Regions from separate parts of the Mus musculus genome. Here all the other regions are linked to region 2. A link is a contact called in public HiChIP or PLAC-seq data. All regions are on one chromosome and are shown on one strand. The core of a region is the stretch at or near the end of the contact, and the rest is flanking DNA. Distances in the headings are between cores, read along the strand shown.

What was found. HiChIP or PLAC-seq counts read pairs in DNA pulled down with a chosen protein or histone mark.
Region 1: a contact with region 2 is called in an H3K4me3 HiChIP or PLAC-seq map of embryonic stem cells, with 4 times the contacts expected there. The contact joins the enhancer-like site here to the promoter of Creb3l2 in region 2. A contact is called at or near these places in 4 of 39 promoter capture datasets (the 3T3-L1 cell line, cranial neural crest, embryonic stem cells and 1 more), 1 of 484 Hi-C or Micro-C datasets (the CH12 cell line) and 4 of 115 datasets of contacts at active chromatin or transcription factors (acute myeloid leukemia, embryonic limb bud, embryonic stem cells and 1 more).
Region 3: a contact with region 2 is called in an H3K27ac HiChIP or PLAC-seq map of oligodendrocyte precursor cells, with 8 times the contacts expected there. The contact joins the enhancer-like site here to the promoter of Creb3l2 in region 2. A contact is called at or near these places in 12 of 39 promoter capture datasets (the C10 cell line, the HPC-7 cell line, HPC-7-derived erythroid cells and 8 more), 1 of 15 datasets of contacts at CTCF or cohesin (the NIH/3T3 cell line), 15 of 484 Hi-C or Micro-C datasets (the BV-2 cell line, bone marrow-derived macrophages, cochlea and 10 more), 32 of 115 datasets of contacts at active chromatin or transcription factors (the NIH/3T3 cell line, SST interneurons, acute myeloid leukemia and 21 more) and 3 of 9 other capture datasets (embryonic stem cells, liver and pancreatic islet).
Region 4: an H3K4me3 HiChIP or PLAC-seq map of embryonic stem cells shows a contact between it and region 2, with 2.9 times the contacts expected there. The contact joins the enhancer-like site here to the promoter of Creb3l2 in region 2. A contact is called at or near these places in 7 of 39 promoter capture datasets (the 3T3-L1 cell line, cranial neural crest, embryonic stem cells and 2 more), 4 of 484 Hi-C or Micro-C datasets (bone marrow-derived macrophages, embryonic stem cells and peritoneal macrophages), 9 of 115 datasets of contacts at active chromatin or transcription factors (bone marrow-derived macrophages, embryonic basal ganglia, embryonic stem cells and 1 more) and 2 of 9 other capture datasets (embryonic stem cells and pancreatic islet).

What each region holds. Positions count from the first base shown.
Region 1 is chr6:37,168,594-37,171,880 of GRCm38.p6, forward strand. All of the region lies in intron 1 of Dgki (diacylglycerol kinase, iota), which reads right to left. Among named protein-coding and RNA genes, the nearest start is that of Dgki, 130 kb to the right of the region's middle. Within about 2 kb of position 2,013, at least 16 of the 459 cell types and tissues checked have an H3K27ac peak or open chromatin away from gene starts, as enhancers often do.
Region 2 is chr6:37,440,673-37,444,024 of GRCm38.p6, forward strand. Creb3l2 (cAMP responsive element binding protein 3-like 2) reads right to left here and starts at 1,476. Exons shown (of 12, transcript NM_178661.4): 1 at 1,027-1,476. The coding sequence starts at 1,128. Gm33318 (predicted gene, 33318) reads left to right here and starts at 1,838. Exons shown (of 3, transcript NR_166917.1): 1 at 1,838-2,361.
Region 3 is chr6:37,071,034-37,074,023 of GRCm38.p6, forward strand. All of the region lies in intron 6 of Dgki (diacylglycerol kinase, iota), which reads right to left. Among named protein-coding and RNA genes, the nearest start is that of Gm52857, 170 kb to the left of the region's middle. Within about 2 kb of position 1,473, at least 6 of the 459 cell types and tissues checked have an H3K27ac peak or open chromatin away from gene starts, as enhancers often do. A contact at or near this core is called in neural progenitor cells, oligodendrocyte precursor cells and uterus, where this site is marked.
Region 4 is chr6:37,148,965-37,152,096 of GRCm38.p6, forward strand. It overlaps Dgki (diacylglycerol kinase, iota), which reads right to left. Exons shown (of 34, transcript NM_001081206.2): 2 at 585-693. Among named protein-coding and RNA genes, the nearest start is that of Dgki, 150 kb to the right of the region's middle. Within about 2 kb of position 1,762, at least 14 of the 459 cell types and tissues checked have an H3K27ac peak or open chromatin away from gene starts, as enhancers often do. A contact at or near this core is called in embryonic stem cells, where this site is marked.

The DNA.
Region 1 (3,287 bases), core at 763-3,262, 270 kb before region 2:
TATTATAATTAATTTTTTTAAAAAGACATATGAGTTTGGGCTAGATCCATGGCTCAGAGGTTGAGAGCACTGCTCTTCCAGAGGTACTGAGTTCAATTCCCAGCAACCACATGGTGGCTTAGAACCATATATAATGAGATCTGGTGCCCCCTCTGGCATGTAGGCAGAACACTGTGCACATACCAAATAAATCTTTAAAAGAATAACATGAAAAGGAGAGGAGGAGGAGGAAAAAGAGGAAAAGAAGGAGCCTGAACTTGATATGGTGGTCACATCTATAGGTAGGAGGATCAGGAGTTCAAAGCCAGTCTCAGTTACAGAGGAACAAAGTTCAAGGCTAGCCTGAGCTACATGAAACTCTGTCTCAAAAACAAAGAAAATGAAAGACAGAAAAAAAGGAGGGGCAGATAAGGAAAATGAAACAAGGAAAGAAACAAGTGTATTCCAATTATTGATTTTTAATGGTCTATTATTCTGCATCTGATTCAGGCATTTGCATAGTTAGGGGACAAAGACAAACATAGGATAGAATAACGTGGAAATATAAGACAAGAGAAGCTCGGATGGTGACTGGAAAGACAGTGGATACCCAGGTTCCACAGTCGAGCTCGCTTCATCCAGTTGGACAGGTAAGATAGGAGGCACCTCATACTCACCACGCAAGATACTGCAATACTCCCTTAGAAGTGGCTGTGAAAGCGAGTGGAAACTTTGTTTTGGCTTACTGGTTCAGAGTGAGTGGCCTAGAAAGCATGACAGCTAGAGTGTGAGGCAGGCCAGGCAGGCCAGAAGCAGACTGATCACACACCCGCCCAGAGGAATCAGAAAGAGCAGGAAGTGAGGCTAGACTATAAAACTCAAAGGTACACCAGCCACATACTTTGCTCAGCAAGGCTCTGTCTTCTTAAGGGTCCACAATCGTCTGAACACAGCACCACCAGCTGCGGACTAAGTATTCTAATACATGAGCCTAAGGGAGACATTTCAGACTCAAACCACAACCGTCCTTAAGAAAACCCTTTCTTGTCTGCATTTATTTCAATCTCCCCTAATCATAACCATGGGACATCATATAGAAATTAAATGTTATCTGGAAAATGACTCCCTGCTCAGAAGTAAAATAATTCCCCAGGATCTCCAACATTAAAGACGTAGCTCCTCCACCCTCTGCATCCCCCACCGCATCCCCCACCACATCCCCCACCGCATCTGGCAGTCATCTGGGCAAAGGGCTCCTTCATGGATCCACCCTTGTAGTCTTCCTAGCAGCTGAGGAAATTGCTCGTCCCCCCACCTTCCCAAGCGCAGATCTCTCCACTGGCAACAATCTTGCCTTTGTTTTCCACCTGGTCCTCCCTCCTCCATTCCAAACCCAGTCTAGAACTAACCCCCATGTAAATGACTGGAGTTGAGCTTTCTTGGAGGCATCTCATAATGTGCTTGTGGCTCTCTACTGCCCTCTTTCACATCCTGCCTTTTAGGAGAAGATCAGGTAGAGGAGAACTTAGCTCAACAGTTGGAAAGTTTCTAATTTAAGTGGTTGGGTAGGATGCAGGCCTCGATCTTTAGAAAATCTCCCTGTGGTGGGGGCAGGAGGAAGAAGGCAGTCAGCTACCAAAACCATTGCACAATTGGTGTTTCCCTGTCCAGCTGTGCAGTCACCCACCAAGATTTGGGAACATTTTCTTAATTAGAAGTCATCCACCAAAGAGGAAGTTTTGAAACCTAGACATTTGTATAATGAAGTATCTGAACCAAGAAACCCTGGACCAAAAATCGTACCAGTCTGATGGTGAAGTCTATCTTTGTTAACCTCGGCAAATCTAAGAGTATTGTTGCCTTTACATGTCACCAAAATAGCAGCTGGGTAGCTCTAACAGAGTCACTGTTGGAGTCTATATTTCCCTATGACCCTCACCAACAGAACGAGCAACTATAAGCATGCAGACCACAGCCCTGTTCTGTGCAAAGAAAGAACAAGGAGCCTGTACGAGCGACAAGGAGAAATGTGTGACTCAGATGTACTCTGTGCTGCCTGCAGAATAATGCTACATTATGATACACCCCAATTCATCACACCAGAGAGATGGCTCGTCTTTGGTCAGAGAGGGAAAGGAGTGAATTCTCTGTGGAAAACGGCCAAGGGGAACCTTCCATGCGGCATGGCATGGGAGCTCAGCCAGGAGAGAATTGTACAGAAAAGACAGGTGAAGAAAACAGGAGAACACAGCCAAGACTCAGAGCTGTGACAGAGAGTGTTCAATACTATTTAAATAAGTCTGTTGCTGTTGCTAAAATTTAAGGAGCCTGAAGGAAAGAGTGAGGCCGGATCACTGAGGGCAAATGAACAAAGTCCTAAAGGATCCTTTGGAGGATGGACGGACACGGACACACACACATACATACACACACACACACACACACACACACACACCCCTTCCACAGGAGACGCCTGTGGCTTTCTTGTCTCTGCAAAAGCATCTTATTGAGAACTTTAAAAGTTACAATAGAATACTCAATGATCCAGTTCTCTGGAAATCATGGAATGTTCTTACAACTGCCGTATTATAATTCTGGGATATCTTCAGACAATCTGAACATTTGTGAAAAGATTCATTATCAGAATAAAAGCTGCAAGCAAAGTCTTTAAGTGACATTAACATTTCCTAAGAAAAGCTTGCCGACTCTTCAAACTCAGGATCAATCCCCACAGGTATAACAAGCTGCTATCAGATTCCGTTGCTATAACAACCTGCCACTCACTTCTACTTTATACCAGTTATCGAAGGCAGCTGGATCCGGAATAGGTTTAACTCAACATAAAGCCAAAGATGCCAGTGGAGGAAAACCCAGCAGGGAGGTAATTAAAAATGAAATCACCACTCTCTTAATGATCTTTAAAAGCAAATAATCGCATCAAGTCCATGGCGCACGCAGTGTGTGTTGAAAAGCTGAAAGACACACCAGGAAGAAACACTGTATCACTGACCACAGACGGGAGTCTGGGCTCTCAGGGTTTAGCTCCACCCAAAATCCACCTCGCCTTTCCTCTCCTCCTTTCTCCCCTGCCCTCCCTACCACCACAAAGAATCCTCCTTAGAGCTACATCAAAAGACTAGGTAGGGGCCTCCTTGAACTCTCTTCCCTTGTAGTTGTACATCCTGCAGTACTGTAATCGATCTATTCTTCTGTCCCTTCCTCGAAGAAAATGCAGCCATTCACCCTGTCTTCCAGCCAAAACAATGCGCCATCATACTGTTTTTATCCAACCCCATCTGCCACTTACA
Region 2 (3,352 bases), core at 226-2,725:
TAACCAGACCTTCTCAGCTACCACAAATGCTTTGGTGGGAAGCAGCAGGAGGCCCCATCCCTTTTCCCAAAATACAGTCAGCCAGTGGCAAAGGCCAAAGAGGTGGAGCCTGCAGGCCGTTTTGCAAAAGTTTCAAATATCCTGGTACTGACCCCATTAACAGCACTAAGACAGAAATGCAGCCAAGCCTGTCCTTACCTCAGTCCCTCAGCAGTCCCTCAGTGCCCCCCACCCCCACCCCTCCCTCTCAACTTCTAAGAGTTCTGAACAAAGCCACATTACCAGCACTGGCTATCACAAACAAGATTTTCTCTTGCAAAAAGCTGAAAGTGACATCTTTAAATGATTCACGCTTCTGACAGTTGAGTCTCCAAAGAGGTCTCTGCGGGGAAGGAACTGGTGAGCTGTCCTACCTCTCCCCCAGAGCCTCTCTGAAACATGCAGTTGCCTCAGATTTTCCCCTGAAAAAGGGAGGAAGCAGTTCGAGGCTGTGCAGATGAAGCAGCCAAGTGAGGCGGCCGCCTTCCCGTGCGGTGAAGGAAGGCTTTTAACACGAACATTTTAAAGCTATAAACAAGAAAGTAAAGAAACTGGATGGGATGGGGACAAAAAACATATGGGATGACTATACTACATTAGCTTGTCCAAATTTTGGATGTGTGTGTATTGTGTGTGTTTTTTTACAAACCTTACCATTTTAAAAAAAAAATCAATATAACTGGGCGGAGGTATTATTCTCAAAACACGTCGCTTCCCAGCATTGCTGTACCGTTAGCAATAGGAAATGGAGCTACCGACAGGAAAACACTATAAACTGCTTTGGAATACAAAGGGTCACTTATTCGGAAGAAAGTTTAAAGGCTCCAGCTGTGCACCTTAATGTGTTCATAGAAGAAAACTCCCATCCCCAGACCTCTTAATATAGTCATGCCCTTCCCCAAACGCTGCCTCCCAGGACCCAGCTGGTGACAAAACCCGCTTTTCTCCTCACCCCCGACTCCCTTTGCCCGGACCACGGGTCCTCACCGTGTGGTACATGAGGGCCTCAGTCTCTCCGGGCTCTGACAGCTCGCTCAGCTTGCGGTCCCACTGCAGGACGCTCTGCTCCCCGCTCTCCAGCACCTCCATGGCGGTGGGCGCCGCGCAGGGCCGAGGATGCTGAGGCAGGAGGGGACCGCGCAGAGCCGCCGCGGGCCGGTGAGACGCTTCTCCCCGTGTACTTGGCGTGTGCGCGCGTGGAACTTATGCACTGGAGCAGGAACTCGGGAGAGCCCTGCCGAAGGCTACGCGACCCTTGTCCTCGGAAATCTGTGACTCCCCGGGGAGGACAAGCCTGCTGGGATCGGGCGGAAGGTGCAGGGGTTAAATCGGGCTGTGCATCCAAAAGGAAGGCAAAAAGGCAGCGCTCATCCCAAGAAAGTCCTCGCGCAACAAGCCCACTCCCCACTAGGGCTCCAGACAAACTTTGAGACTCCCTTGGGCTCTTGAGCTCTGCCCCTGGATCCAGAGGCGACCCCACCTCCTTCCAGGCCAGTGACCAATCGAACGCCCGTCTTGCCATCTATACCGTATCAAAAGTCCCTTTCTCATCCATGTCCCTCCCCCAGAGGGAGAGTCGCGCGAAGTCTCCGCCTAGTCCTCGGAATGTGGGCGGAGAGGGTCTTTTACGTCACTGGGGAACGCCTCCTGCCGGAGCGTCGCAATGGACCAATAGGGTGCTAGGGTCTAGAAATGATCGACTGAAACATAGATCAATGAGCTAGGGAGACCTGGAGGAGCCAACCAATCAAATAGCGACAAGAATACATTTTTATAAGAGAGGGCGTGCGCGCCCAGTGTCCTCCCTAAGAGTCTCCGCTTAAAGGAGGTTTGTTTCGCGAGTTTATTTCCTCAGAGAAACCAAGCGGATTGAAGCGCTGTCTACATTTCAAATTAGTTTAGGTCGCGTGAGTCTGTCTGGATTTAAAAGAATGCACCACATATATGAAAATGCGCACGTGAGCAGAAATCTGAATTATCACAGTTCTAGCACACATTCATTGCTAGCTTTTTATGTAGTTTTATGGCCTTTATTAAACAGACATTAGCCAATCTTGCCACACGTTTCCAAGTCCTAAATCAGAGGGCTAATTTTTTTTTTTAAATTCATAGGATTTTGTTGTTTTGTTTTTGAGACAAGGTTACCTGTAGCCCAGGCTGTCCTCAACTGCACTGTGCAGCTAAGGCTGAGCTTGAACTCCTGATCCCTCTGCCTCACCTCCGGAGAGCTGGGAGGGACTGCACGGTTATGCCACTAGTGCCTGCTTCACAGATCTTTTATTCCCAATGGAGTACCAGGCAAAAAAATGAGAGGATGGCCAGGTGGGTACTATTCCAGATACTGGTCAAAGAGGTAACGGATACTCTCCTGAGTGTCGTGGATGAAGTGGGGCTTAGGGGAAAATAAGTGTTTTAATGGCTGCAAGATGCACCCCAAAGTGAGTGTTGGGAAAGAGATCTAAGCCTTTGACCCCCTTAGAGAAGAAAAGGCCTGCTCTATAGCATTTTCCCCCAATGTGATTTTTCTTCTTCCCTTTTGAGGTTTCCTTTTATGGAAACAGCCTTAGTTGGCTATAGTTTAACCATTTTACATACAGGGCTGTGGTTCCAGGTGGTTCTTACAAGGGGACAGTCAGGTATCAGGTCTACAGAGAGTTTTGTCTTCTTCAGAGCGTGGTTTTGCTGTGTGAAGACAGAAGTCTCAGAACTTTACACTGTCTTTAAGCAACTTTTATTTTTCATGTAAAATGAGTCTGCTTGTCTAGCCTAGGATCTTTTGAGACTATTTTAATATTTAAATACAGACCTTTCTTTTTATTCTTTCTATCTATCTATCTATCTATCTATCTATCTATCTACCTATCTTTCCATCCATCTATGTTTGAGACAGGGTTTCTCAGTATAGCCCTGGATATTCTGGAACTCACTCTGTAGACCTGGCTGGTCTCAAACTCAGAGACCCTCCTGCCTCTGCCTTCCGAGTGCTGGGATTAAAGGTGAGCACCACCACTGCACAGCCACACATTTTTTTGTTTTTGTTTTTCGAGACAGGGTTTCTCTGTATAGCCCTGGCTGTCCTGGAACTCACTTTGTAGACCAGGGTGGCCTCGAACTCAGTAATCTGCTTGCCTCTGCCTCCCAAGTGCTGGGATTAAAGGCGTGCACCACCACTGCCACACATTTTTTATACAGTAGTTTTCTCGACTTTCCCGTAAGCCTTTGGTCTTTCTTTTCTGACCTGTTAGTCTCCTTCACCGCATCTCTTTTGTAAACCAGTCTTTCAGTGTTTAAAGCCCTGTTTCCTTTTTACAGG
Region 3 (2,990 bases), core at 223-2,722, 370 kb before region 2:
AGCTATCTCCTCTGACCCCAAATCAACATTTTGACATTAATATCCCACTCTTACTATCAACAGATTTCTATAAAGCGAGATAGGTCTAATTATATTTCATAGTATGCCTTGTTGTTTTAAATTTACATGTCTGAGACCACCCTCTTTCTTTGTTCTCAACCAATCAACTAGAAAGCTGTAATTTTATATGCAGTATCTTCATATTACACAGCAAACACAGCAAAATCTAAAAAGTCCCCCCAAACCACTCCAGTTTGCATGATCTCTCCATTGGCTATATCATCTGGATCTTAACCTTGACACTATTCAGATGTCCTAAATTACTGCTGGATATGCTTGTCCTTCTCCAATGGAACTGTAAGGTCTGAAGTAGGTCACTCTGTAGTTCTTAGAAACTTTGAACAGCTCTTTAAATATCCTGGACCCAATGTACATACATATGCTGCTATTAACTGAATGAGGGAGTTGCTGTTTTTACATCTTAACTCAGCTAAGAACAGTGTGCTTTGAAAGCTTAAAACATCTTACCCCAAGTTATCTGGAACTATGCCTCCTCATAGTACCCTCACCCAGGCAGAAAACCAGCCCCCTATCGACACTGAAAACATGCTAGATTTCTAACTGTCACTCATAAGTGCTCAATATTGCAATGTTGCTTGCGAGACAGCAATAGAATAAAATGTGTGGCACGACAGTAACTATAGCCTTGTTGAGAGATCTGCTAAATGTTATGACCCAGGTACCTGTCCTTCAATTCATACATATCAGAAAGTTATACATGAACTAGAAGAAGATGGGTAGGAAAGCTGAGAACAGCTCTTGGATCTTCTCACTGCCTGAGTGATTTCAGGCAAATCATTGACTTCTAACTTCTCTCTGAACCCAAAAGTGGGAATGATTCAAAATCTCCTAATGATGATAAGCATCAAAAGAGACAAATTGAGGCTTTTATAATATTACATACACATGTGTGTATGTCTATGTATACATATGAAAGACTACTGTTACTGCTAAAAATCTATCAGAGGGGCCCTCTTCTACTTCCATGTCAAGAAAGCCTTCTTTGTAAGATAAACTTGCTACTCTATTCACTGATACAACTTACGTGTGTCCAATTGTATCCACTGTATTAGAGCCTTCCAACTCCAAGGAGAAAACAGACACACTCTCCTGTGGTACTGACAGCCAGACAGATGCCCAAAACAAACAAGGCCACTCACAACTAAGGCACTGAGCATGATGGTTATATAGAATTGAGCATCAACGCTATTTAGAACTGCGATGGGTCACCAGGAGAATGAGCCTCATATAAGCAGCCTGGTGCTTCACTTTGGATTCTATTCCATCAGTCACCGAGACCATGGCTTCAGAGTTATTATCTAACACATGTACATAAACGGAACTGGTTCACAGTCTTTGTGGACCAAGTTTCCACAGACTACGCCATGGGGAGATTTTGGCCAGTCTCTTAAGCATAATAAAGAGAGCCAGATCCTAATCACTCGGGCTTAATTCTCGCCCGGATCTGCTATTTACGGCACTGACTGGATTCCCTGACTAAATTTCAAATGACTCCGTGGTTTTTTGAGAGGAACATAAGGACACGAGGCCAGATGGTCTGGATCCAACTGACTCCAGACTTAAAAATATCAACAAAGTGACTCTGTTGAATCTTTTGAGATTTTTTTTTCAATCAAATTGAGCCTTTGGAATAAAGTTAAATAAAGCTTATTCTGAGTGACTTTAAATTCGGCTGCCTCTCTCTTCTACCATCTGTGGCATGCAGGAAGTGGCACTCAGCTTTAGACCCTTGGCTGAAGCTAGAGGAGTGGGATTTATATAAAATGGTTGCATTCTTTTATTGATTTTGTAGTAGCTGAGGTTTGAAATCAGAGAATCTTTTGGCTTGAGGCCAGTTTTCTGTTTTATTTGATCCCATGAAAGATATTCAACATACCTCCAAGACTTTAAACAAAGTGTCTCCAATATCCACCAACATACCCAAAAGCTCATAAAGTGATTAAAAAGTCCAAACACAAAGAAATTATAAGTCTCAGTTGATTATTTGCCCCCCATTATTATTTATCTTTCAAAAGAGAACTTTCACTAGTTATATTCAAATATTTCCTAAATCTTGAAATATATTATAAACATACACTCTTACACCCTACACTTACATCTCTGAAACACTTAGTGAGTACGGTACAAAGCTCACAATGCCAGCAACATACAGCTGAAGTTTTGCAGTGTGGCTGCTGTACCTGTTTCCACTGTATCTCGTAGGGTAGAAATGCCAAGTGATTTGGGATTCACTAACGGGAAAAGAAACTCTTCCATTCTAAACTTCCTCTAAGTAGCTGAATCTGGTCAGCAACCTAGACCTTCGAAAGACTGGGGTGGAGTCCTTTAACAACAACCCAACTGGAAAACAAACAAACAAACAACAACAGCACAACAAAAACTTTCTGACCAGGAAATCATGCCATTTGTGTTAACCCATTATTCACTGCCTTTCAGAATAACCTCATCGAAAGAGCAGGCTTTGATCCTTGGCAAAGCCACCAAGAAACAGCCCTTTCCCTAACATTTACAAATTATTGACATGTTTTCCTTCCTGAACAAAGTACTCAGTACAGTTTCCCACTGATACCTGCAGTCTTGTCTGGCACTGTAAACACTTAGAAATGAGTATGCCAAAATCCCTTTTCCTTATTTTGGGGGCAGAGTGTAAAAATTATTATACCAACTTACTTTTTGTAAGACTAAAGTTTATTTATTCATAGAGAGTTCAGTTTATCTGAACTTTCTTCATTTCTTACACCGATATCTGTCTTAAGCAAAAATTGTTGCAAATATTTAAGACTTTAAAAGTAGAAATGTAAGCATTTGTCTGAATTGGATCATAAGGAACAGTGCCCTGCAAGTCAGGGAGAGCTTTATAATTCCTGAGATTGCTTCAAAATAGTTGATTTGACTTAAGATTAACTTAT
Region 4 (3,132 bases), core at 512-3,011, 290 kb before region 2:
GAAGATAGGCAACAGAAAGATTCTTCAGCTGATAGTAAGTCATAGTTAGATACCACGTCACAGTAGAGTGACCCTAAACAATGGGTATTTCTTTATACTATTAACCAGATAATATAGTATACCCTTTTGTACAAGGCTAAAAAAAGGGATTTAGATGGTTTCTAGCATAATAACTGATAAATGTCTGAGTAGATATGTTTCACTCTATGCCTATACCTGTGTACATGTGTCAAAACACCACATGGTACACCACAAATACGTATTTTTATGTTTTAATAGGTTAAAAAAATAACCACTCCCCTTCTTTCCCACACAAATCTCTCCCCAGACCAGAAAAGGACATGGGCGACCCTATTCTGCTCATTGTTGAGACAGCATGGCCCTACATGTGGCTTCAGACGGGTGGATGGCTGCCAGCCCACAGTTAGTGATCTCACTAACTTGACCACTGCCAACTCTCAGTAGACCTGTTCTGACTCATGGAATCCTGAAGGTGAGATGAGCAAAACACAGCATGGAACTGAAATGAACCTGGGGAAGAAGACAAAACAAGACAAAACAAACACAAAACACCAGACACCTACGCTCCAGTCCAGAGTGGCTCTGGGCTCCTTCGCTGGACCGTTAGCCACAGGAAGACCAAGAGGATGTGCAGGTGCCAGATGCTGGAGGCCTGTCCGGGAGATGGCTTTCCTGCAGCAAGAAAATAAATAAATAAATAAATAAATAAATAAATAAATAAATAGTAAATGCATACAGACAGACATGCATACATGTGTACATATGAACACGAGGACATGAGAATCCTGTACAGAGCTCACAGCCCCCTGTTGGATAGAATCTGTAAGGGAGCAACCTGAGGGAGTCTCTAGCATCTGATATCCTTTACAACTGTGGTGAGATACACCTCTACTAGGATAGACAGGAACAAATTCCCCCCAAATCAGAGAGCCTAAGGAGGCTGTTTTGTAATAGGACTACAGGGCTAGAAGCTGGAAGCTCAACTTCTTTTCAGGGTGGAGGGCAAGAGTGGAAGAGAAAAAAATAGTGAGATACTTAGGATACTTAGAAAGAAATTCAAGTTGTCACAGATGAAATAGAAACAACGCCCTCTTGTGCAACTCCACTGCCCAGCACAGCACAGAAGTCTGGTTACCAATGGAAGCTTGCTTACTCCCTTCTTCTGAGAGCAATTTCCTTCTCCTGGCTGAGGACCACACCCCTGTCCACTGAGCTGAGCTTCCCTCAATGTGAAAAGACTGATTTGCATCTGCCAAGAAACACTGCCCACACTTCCTCAGCCACCCTCAGTCAGAGGAGCAGGGAGAAGCCACAAAGGACACAGCAGATACTGTGAATGCCCTCAAGGCACAGCCTCGGAGGGAAAGGTGCTTACAGCAGAGAGATGAAGGGTTAGGAGCAGACAGGGAAGGATGTGTTGCGTCCTAAAGGGCAGGGCGACTCTTTGCATGTTCACTGACCTATCCAGACTCCACCTATGAATGACAGGTGAGGTTAGGCAAGAATAGTAGTTCTCCACACTCAGGAATAAACGAGTGTGTGCCAGCACTGGACACTGAGTGTGTCAGATATCTCAGCAGGTGGCCCCCCCCTCTCTCTGTTTCTTTTAGGGTCTCTTGGAATCCTACCCAGGAAGTTCCAGAAACCAGTCTTCAGGAGTTGGCAGTTACCACCACCAGCTTGCTGGCATCTTTTCCAATGCAGGCTTCAGGCAACACATTAGCTCTGCATAATTCCCCAGACTCATCAGACGGGTGGAATTTTTGAAAGAAGATGGTCCAGTCATGGTTCCCTTTCCTCATGTTCTCCAAGATAGGTAGTTAACAACCTCAGTTTGGGCTCCTTGTGACAAAGTACATCCCACACCCTCTAGCCATATTCTTATGAGAGGAACAGTGACCAGGTGTGGTACCCCAGGCATGGAACCCCGGCATTAGCTCAGGAGACAGGGGCAGGGGGATCTGAAGACACAGAAAGTCCAAGGCTATCCTGGGCCACATAGCAAGACCCTGGCTTAGAAAAGAAAAGGTAAGTGGACATTTGAAGGTGCTAAGATAGCCTAATATAATACAAGAAACAAGGGGGCGAGGAGTGAAGAGACGAGGAGACAGAATCTTCTGTGGAAATCCTTCTCTTACAGAGGTTTTCCTCCCATATTGAGGGACTTTCTCTACCATGGTTCATAGGGGTTTTCTTCTCTACCTTCAAAGTCCTTCCCATTAATGCTAAACCAGTTTTGCCCATTAAAATAAAACAAAACAGACAAACAAAAACCCCAAGGTTTTGTAGATTCAGAAACCATAGGTTCTACTTTTAGGTCTTCAAGAGTCCTCACAAACTAAATTTAAGTGCTTAAAAAATTCCATAGCAAGAGGCTGAGATAGATGGACTATAATTTCAAAGCCTGCATAGAGCTACATAACAACTTTGAGGCTATCCTGGGCAACTTAGTCAGTATCAATATGTAACTATATAGGAAAGTCTTTGGTTAAAATGTTATTGGTGGCAAGAGGGCAAGGGAGAGAATGAAGGAAAGATAGGAGGGAGAGAATGAAGGAAAGATAGGAGGGAGGAAGGGAGGGAGGGAGGGAAGGAGGTAGAGGAGGAAGGGGAGGAGGGAGGGAGAGAAAGAGGAAGAGAGAGAAGGGAAGAAGGAGGGAGTGAGATAGGAAGAAAGGAGGAGGAAAGTACACACACACACACACACACACACACACACACACACACTATCCAATCCAAGCACAAAGCCATAGGATGGCTGAACTCTCAAATTTTAGATGAATGAGAGAAAAACAAATCTTTTAGAGTTTCACGAACTATCTCAGAAAGTTGTGGTTAGAAAAAAGAAGTAGAGAAAACAAGGTAGAAGTGGGAAAGAAGATCGAGTCAGGGCAGAGGAAGAGGAAGAAGAGAAAAGAAATAAAATTCCATTGTCAGGTCTTGGTAGAAACTACTGAACAAGTGAGTTCTGCTCCAGGGCACCTGTGAACTCTGACAGCCTCAGTTCCATCACCCTCCATAACTAGGAACCAACACCTGACCCAGCAGCAAGCTGCCCAGACTACTGTATTAGTACACAAGGCATCTATATGTACACTACATAACCTTGCT